2 separate regions of the Acanthopagrus latus genome follow, and region 2 is linked to region 1. Evidence: chromatin contacts called from public Hi-C data. All regions are on one chromosome and are shown on one strand. The core of a region is the stretch at or near the end of the contact, and the rest is flanking DNA. Distances in the headings are between cores, read along the strand shown. Region 1 holds the start of LOC119024712 (prosaposin receptor GPR37-like). Region 2 holds the start of grm8b (glutamate receptor, metabotropic 8b).

The links. Hi-C and Micro-C count contacts between places; a contact is called where the count stands out from the background.
Region 2: a contact with region 1 is called in a Hi-C map of muscle, with 6 times the contacts expected there. The contact joins the promoter of grm8b here to the promoter of LOC119024712 in region 1. A contact is called at or near these places in 2 of 4 Hi-C or Micro-C datasets (liver and muscle).

Annotation. Positions count from the first base shown.
Region 1 is chr8:2,354,673-2,358,693 of fAcaLat1.1, reverse strand. LOC119024712 (prosaposin receptor GPR37-like) reads left to right here and starts at 1,546. Exons shown (of 2, transcript XM_037107733.1): 1 at 1,546-3,632. The coding sequence starts at 2,682. pot1 (protection of telomeres protein 1) reads left to right here. Exons shown (of 20, transcript XM_037107729.1): 18 at 3-97; 19 at 249-354; 20 at 774-1,063. The coding sequence ends at 889.
Region 2 is chr8:2,527,951-2,531,729 of fAcaLat1.1, reverse strand. It overlaps grm8b (glutamate receptor, metabotropic 8b), which reads left to right and starts at 2,417. Exons shown (of 11, transcript XM_037107980.1): 1 at 2,417-3,170. LOC119023941 (E3 ubiquitin-protein ligase TRIM21-like) reads left to right here. Exons shown (of 2, transcript XM_037106257.1): 2 at 1-1,096. The coding sequence ends at 535.

The sequences.
Region 1 (4,021 bases), core at 297-2,796:
AGCTCTCGGTGTTCAGCTGCTGAAGTTCTGCCTGCTGATGAAGCTCGAGCTGCAGGACGCCACCGACACGCTGGAGGTCTTCCTGTGGAGAGACGCCGTGAGTTTCAAAAAGCACGTCATCTAAAGTCCTGCTGGTCTGGACCGTCACGTAAACGATGCAGGAAGCAGTCTGAAGTTTGTTTAACTGCTGAATGATTTCAAAGTAAAAGTTAACGATGATGATGATGAAGGTTGGTGTCTGTCTTCAGGAGTTGTTCTTCAGTGTGTCGGCGGAGGACGCAGCAGCCAATCAGGAGGCTCAGGACAGGATTCGTCAAACAATGGACTCCCTCTCTTCACCAGACGGCGGCACCGGTACGTCCGTCACTTAAGTATCATAGTGAAGAGAAATGAACAGCTGTCAAATGAATACAAGACAAAGTATTCTGTAAAATACATCGTACGCAGGAATAAGATGTTTAATCCTCTGCTAAGACGAGACGCTCGGGTGTTCACTCCAAACAGAGCCAAAAGAGTTTAAAGGGGCACTGTGGTTTTTTTTGTTTTTTTTTGTTGTTAATGAAATTCAAACATAGAACTTTAATATTTACAACATTAATGACATAATTCAAAATCAGGAATATTAAGTTTTTCCATGAGTGAATAAAAAAAAACTGTTCTCAGAGAAAAATAAGGTCCCAGAACTGTGTTTAAAGCTGGAAGGGTGGCAGGGTCCGCCACATATAAACACACACGTGCGAGGTTGTTTGTCAGGTGTGTTTGTGTGTCCCCAGGTGAGCGTCCGTGGCTCGATCTGTGTCTGTCAGCGTACCGAGCAGCGGACGACGAGGGACAGAACCGAACCTGCTACCAGATCTGTCACACCGCCTTCACCAAACTCCAAACCTGAACCCGCCTGAACCACCTGCAGGTCAAAGATCAAACCAGAGTCCTGCTGAAAAACTCCTGTTTCTGTTTGATCATTTTGTGTTTTCACAACTTTTGTGTTTTGTTTTGTTTTTTATTGTATTTATTGTGCAGAAATAAATAATGTAAATAAAAAAGTTGCTGCAAAAATGTAAGAAAACTGACACGTGACTGTATTTAACAAAAAATATCTGCTGTTTCCTGTGCAGGAATCTTTCAAAATAAAATGAATAACTTTTTCAGGAAGTTGTGGATATTTTAGTGGCTGTATATGGATAGATGGACGGATGGACGGATGGATGGACGGATGGATGAGTCTGTCCGATGAAACACTGTTAATGTTACTGCAGGGGAATTTTATAAAACACGTCTAAATGTGACTTTGTGCTCGTCACTCAGAGAACTTCTAGTTATCTGTGGTGTCACTGTGACATCTGCTGGTCAGCTGACAGTATTACACATCTAATAAAGTACTTGACTTTATATATTTATGTGTTTATGATGATTTCATGACGTTTCTCTCCTGCAGACGCCCCGAAGAAGAAAAACCTGAAGACCAGAAGTAGAGCGAGGTGGTCAGTACGGATGAAACCATGCGGCCAGAGGAGACCCAAAGTATTCACACACACACACACACACACACACACACACACACACACACACACACACACACACACAGGATCAACAACATTTTCATCTGAGAAAGTCTGCAGCCGGCTCTGACTTCAGGTATAAATGTGTGAAACCAGATCAGATCAGTGCAGGTGTGATACTCTGACTTTGCACTAGAGGGCGCACAAGACCTACAAACACTCGTCCTGTCATGACTTTGAGTGACAAACTAAAACGTTTCTGAGTCACTGGACTGAAGCTGCGGAGACGAACTGGAACATTATTTAAAACTTTTAGTAATTAAACAATAGATTGAAGAGAAAATGTACGAATAAGAAAAGTTCACAGTGGATTTCCTGCAGGATTGTTACTGTGAAACATCTGCAGATCCAGTTGTTTATAGAAACTGACTAAACTTAACTTCCTTAAAAATCAACATGTGTTTGCTGCTTGTTTTATGAGCTGCCGATCTACAACAGTTTCCTTTAGGTAAGTGCGTTAAATCTAAATATAACATCTAAACTTGATGATCCAACGCAGTTTGCAGCTCAGTGTTACTGGTTCTTCTCGGATCAGAGCAGGTTTCACAGATGACCCCCTTCCTCCTCCTCCTCCTCCTCTTCCTCACCCCCTCCCTCATGTCCTCTTCCTCCTCCTCCTACTCTCGGGTCCTCTTCTGTCTCTCAGTCGGGGCTCGGCGTCTCCACCGGTCGCATTTCACCGCGTCCTCCCCCGGCGCTCCGGAGCGGCTGTGTGCGCTTCATGTGACGGAGGTGGACCTTTAAAAAAAAAACCTCTCCCCACACCTCCACCCTCAGCTGCGGAGGATCTGGACGCTTTTCTCTCCTTTTTCGAGCCCGCTTTGAGGACTTTTTCCCCTCCCGCTCTGCTCTGCATCTCTTTGGGGATGCCTCCTGACTGGAGTCGCTCCGGGACGCACCCAAACCCGACAGGTGCCCCTCTTACCCACGACCGGAGACTTTTTGAAGGCTGTTTGCGCGCAAAGATGAAGGAAAACTGATCGTTTGCGGCGGTTTGAAGTCAATATTTTAAACTTTTATCCTTTTTTAAAATTCTTTGGACTGATTATGAGAAACCGGAGATGGATCGATCATTTCGGATCACACATCAGTTTGATCTGACGGGTTAGACAGAACCACACGATGCTGCTGCTTCCCTTCTCGAGGTTACTGTGTTTGTGGCTCTGCAGCGAGGCCGTCGCGAGTCAGTTCCACTGGAAAACAAAGACGACTTTCAGCCCTCATTATGAATCCACCGCCGCTGATAGGAATGTGCAGAGCCGGAGATGGCGCACAGTCACCGGGGAGGACAATGGGAGGACGCAGGCGCAGGCGCAGGCCTCTTGGCTGGATACTGTAAACCCGTCGCCCCCTGAGCGGCTGGGGACTCCGGCACCCCGACGCACTGTGCGTAAAAACGATGCGCAAAATGGAGCGCGGCGCATCCGACTTGTACCCGGAGACGAGGCTTTACGCACGGATGTTAACAAGGCTGGAGAGGCGCGGAGGGGTGGATGCCGTCCGGGTGAAGTGTTTACACAAACCCCGCATGGACGCACCTGTAGCCTCGGGAGGAGCGGACACCACCGGCGGCAGAGACGGAGAGCAAAACCGGGCCGGAAGAAGCGGAGCGAGCCGCTGCAGGACGGAACCGCGTGGGAAGATCTGCCCGCCGCCATGGCGCAGGAACAAGAGGCCGAACCTCCGTTCGGACTCAACACCAGTGACTACGAGGAGGAGTATTCCGTGCCGGACTACCCCGACACCACGCCGCTCGTGCCGGTGAACACGCGGACCAGACGGAAGCAGGTGAAGAACCCGTTCTATCCGGTCACCGCGGAGTCGTACGGCGCGTACGCGGTCATGATCATCGCCGCCCTCATCTTCAGCGTCGGGATCATCGGGAACGTGTCGGTCATGTGCATCGTGTGTCACAACTACTACATGAGGAGCATCTCCAACTCGCTGCTGGCCAACCTCGCGCTCTGGGATTTCGTCATCATCTTCTTCTGCCTGCCGCTCGTGGTGTTTCACGAGCTCACCAAGAACTGGCTGCTGGGGGAGTTCTCGTGCCGGATCATCCCGTACCTGGAGGTGAGAGGAGAGGGGGAGGAGGGGAGGAGGGCGCCGTGGTTGTTGCTGATGATGGTGCTCATGAGTTACATGTCAGTTGAGACAGGTGAGGGCAGGACGATCACGTATGACGTCATTTTGCTGGCAGAGCCAAAGTTTCCCCACGTGTGTGACAAGTTTTATACAGTTTTATACACGCAACAGCTTGAATTAAAGGAAAAGTTCACATTTTTCCAAGTCTGGAATCATTTAGAGATTGTGAGACCCTCTTCATGTGTCTGTAAGCAATGGGGCACAAAATCCTCGTATTCCAAAGTCCATCTGAGACTAATATGAGACTTCATCTGTCTGAGTTTATCAGATCTTCCAGTCTTTTCCAACTACTGGACAGTGGTGGAGAAAAAAAACAT
Region 2 (3,779 bases), core at 1,168-3,667, 170 kb before region 1:
CGATCCCAACACAGCATATCCTGAACTCATCCTGTCTGATGATGGGAAACAAGTAAAACATGTTGATGTAAAGCAGAATCTCCCAGACAACCCAGAGAGATTCTCTTTAAGTACTTCTGTCTTAGCAAAGCAGAGTTTCAATTCAGGAAAGTTTTATTATGAGGTTCAAGTTAAAGGAAAGACTGACTGGCTATTTGGAGTGGTCAGAGAGTCGATCGACAGGAAGGCAAAAGTCCGACCGATTCCTTTTTATGGTTTCTGGACGATATGGTGGAAGGATGCCAGTGAACACAAAGCTAATGGTGGGCCTGGAAACCGTATTCCTCTGAGGACTCAGCCTGAGAAGGTGGGGGTGTTTGTGGATTATGAGGAGGGTCTGGTCTCCTTTTTTGACGTTAATGCTGTCACTCTTTTCTACTCCATCACTGGCTGCTGCTTCACTGAGAGACTCTACCCGTTCTTCAGTCCCTCTAGTAATCAGGACGGTAAAAACTCTGCCCCGCTGATCATCACTCCCGTCAGTCACACTGAGTAGAGCAACGATAATATGATATTAACGGGTGTGCCTTATTGATGATCCGATTCTGATTTATACATTTTTAAATTTTTCTTGTGTTGTTGTTTGATGTTACATTGACTGTCGCACTGACTCTCTGTACTCCAAACTACGAAGCATTTGTTGAATCCTTAAATGTCCCAGTGCCTATTTCAAAATGTTTTAAACAATCAAGTGAAACACTAAAATGTCCCAAACTAATTTTTGGTCGTGTATATAAAGTGTCATATTCATTTCAGTTTCGTTGTTTCAACGTGACTATGAACTGTGTTAGATGAGAAAACAGTCCAGCTCAGCAGAATATCATTAGAGAGAGTGCGAGTGCTCGTAAAATGAAGAAAAAAATATGGTTTTCAGGTAGTAAAATATGAAATATGAAAATGGTGATTTGTGTGTGAATGTATCGGTTGAATGGTGCATTGTTTCAGACAGCAGGTAAACAGATACGTGATGTGAAATATTCAGCTTGATCAGTAGAACGACTGTCCTGAGAGATATAATAAAAACATTTCTGCATTAAAATGACTCATAACAACAAGACCATTGTGATATATTTTGTTGAGTTGTGTACTTACATTATCCCTTTTTATTCCATCAATGATAAACCCAGAGAAATCCACAGTCTAACTCAAGCTGTGGTCTGTTTCATTTGGTCACCAGAGTGCAGAAGGACGCTGGTGAAGGTGACTGAACTGAATGAAACTTTAAAAGACGACCTCGTCTGTGAGCATTTCTGCCTGAGTCACGTCTGACAGATGTTCATCAGCAATGGTGACTACTTTTACAGCTTATCCATCCTCAGGGGTGGAGCCAGTGTGTTGTTATTGGAAGGTTGTTAGATCGATTCCCCTGGTGTGCAAGTCAAAAAGTTGTTGGGCAAGATACTGAACCCCAGTCTGCTCCTGATGAGCTGGTTGGCACCTTGCATGGGAACCACCACCACCAGTGTATGAATTACTGCAAGCTGCTTTGGACAAGAACGTCTACTAAATGTAAAATTTGAATGTCAACATGCATCCACACAGTCTTATCACTTACGTCACATCATTTTGTATTTGTGTATATCAGTTTGTAGAAGAGTTTGACCGAAGGAACGTTTGTGTTTACCTGTGTTTCTCACGCAAGTGTGATGGGATATCATGATGGGATATAGTGACACACAGATGTTGTTTCCAAAAGAGACAAATCTTTACATGATGGACACATGAAGACACCAGCACTGCAATCTTGCAAATAGTGAGGTTTTATCTGTTGTTGTTCTGTGCTGGCAGAGATCTTTCCAGGATCAACATCAGCTGATGTTCTGGGGTCAACATGGAATAAAAGGAAAGTGCTGTGACTGAAGGCGTCTTCATACCACCTTACTTTATCCTTATCTCTGAATTTCCAGCATTATGAGTTTGTCTAAATTGTGTGTTTTTTTCCTTTCTCCTATGCAGAAGTCAGAACATACCTGATATCACAGTTAAACATCAAAAGTGCAGATAAAAATCAATTCTGCATTACGCCATTTTTCGATTGCTTATCAACCTGGATGATTATTGAGTCGGATCTTCAACACATTGATTTAAAGTTAACAAATAAATCTAGTGGAGTAAAAAATAAAATAAGCAGATAAAGTACTGAAGCAGAAAATGGACATAAAGTTCACATTTTCTACCTTAAGCACATCACTTGAGTAAATGTACTTTAATTCCATCACTGCATGTTTAAGCATCAATCGATCAGCCTGTTCACAGTGACGCAGATCAATATAAAGCCGATGTGTGTGACGCAGCCATGAAGAACCGCAGCAGGTGTCTGTGTGCAGTTGCGGTGTTTGTCCGCTGGGTGGCGTCCTGCCTCCACCTCTGCTGCTGCGCCTCTCGGCAGCTTCTCCAACAGGCTGCGTGATGATGAAGCTCATTAACTTCATCTGTGGCCGCACGAGCCGCACACGCGCTCCTCCTCCTCCTCCTCTCAGGGTGCCCTCTCCCCATCCACCGGGACCAGGATCAGACCCGAGCTCGGCTCTGCGCCCGGGGGGAACTTGATGAGACCCTCAGACTCCCATCAGCCCGGTGTGATGAGCCCCGGAGCCTCCCGTGTTCCCTGTGACGCAGGACAGCCGCGCCGCGCCGCGTCGCACCGCGCACTTTGGAGAGCTGCGAGGAGCGGGAGCAGAGCGCGTCAGTGACTCCGGTCCTCTGTAAGCACTCCACCCTGATGTGAGCGCGTCTTTTCTTTTACTGTGGTGAGCAGCCAGACACACTGATCTGAGAGCGAGCACTGTGCCTGTGGGAGGACAGGGACCCGGGCTCTGGGCGGCGGGGAGTCGAACCGACACCCGCAGGTGATCCGGAGCATCTGAGAGCTGCTGCTCAAAGGAATTTACCGCTTCTCCGTCTGTCGGGACCAGGAGCAACTCTGCGCTCTGTGACAAAAAAAAAAAAGTGGATTTGGATTTTCTTTCAATTCTTTTTGGTTGATGGATGCTGACGCGGCGCAGGATCGAGTCCCCGCGGAGGAATTTAGAGGAAAATGTTTGTGTGATGTGACGAACAGCTGGAGACAGAAAACATCTGTGTGACCTGTGACACAGAGGAAACACCTGCTCCTGCTGCGGAGAGAGAAGGTACCTGAACACAACACTCCCAATCTACAACAGGTTTACAGACCGCTGCATGCAGATTCAATCTTTATCACCATTCACATCGTGTGTGTGTGTGTGTGTGTGTGTGTGTGTGTGTGTGTGTGTGTGTGTGTGTGTGTGTGTGTGTGTGTAATCAAACCAAACGTCAGTCTGTGTTCGCACCTCTGAGGAGCGTCCATGTGTGCGCGCAGGTGTTGCGCACATTACTATGCATGTCTTGCGCGCATTTTGCCTCTTAGATTTGGAGTGCGCGTCTTTAACGTCATTTACTGTAATTGGCCTGAGAGAGAGAGAGAGAGAGAGAGAGAGAGAGAGAGAGAGAGAGAGAGAGAGAGAGGGAGAGAGAGAGAGAGAGAGAGAGAGAGAGAGAGAGAGAGAGAGAGAGAGAGAGAGAGAGAGAGAGAGAGAGAGAGAGAGCGAGAGAGAGAGAGAGAGAGAGGGAGATTTGGGAATTTTTGGAAAGTTTTGCAGATAGATCATATTCTCACGTTTTGCACAGCTCCCCTAAATATAACCAGAAGCTTCAGGTGTAAATCTAATTGGTATATTTTTGAAGTTAAGTTCATTCATAGGTTTGAGTTTTTGCTCAAA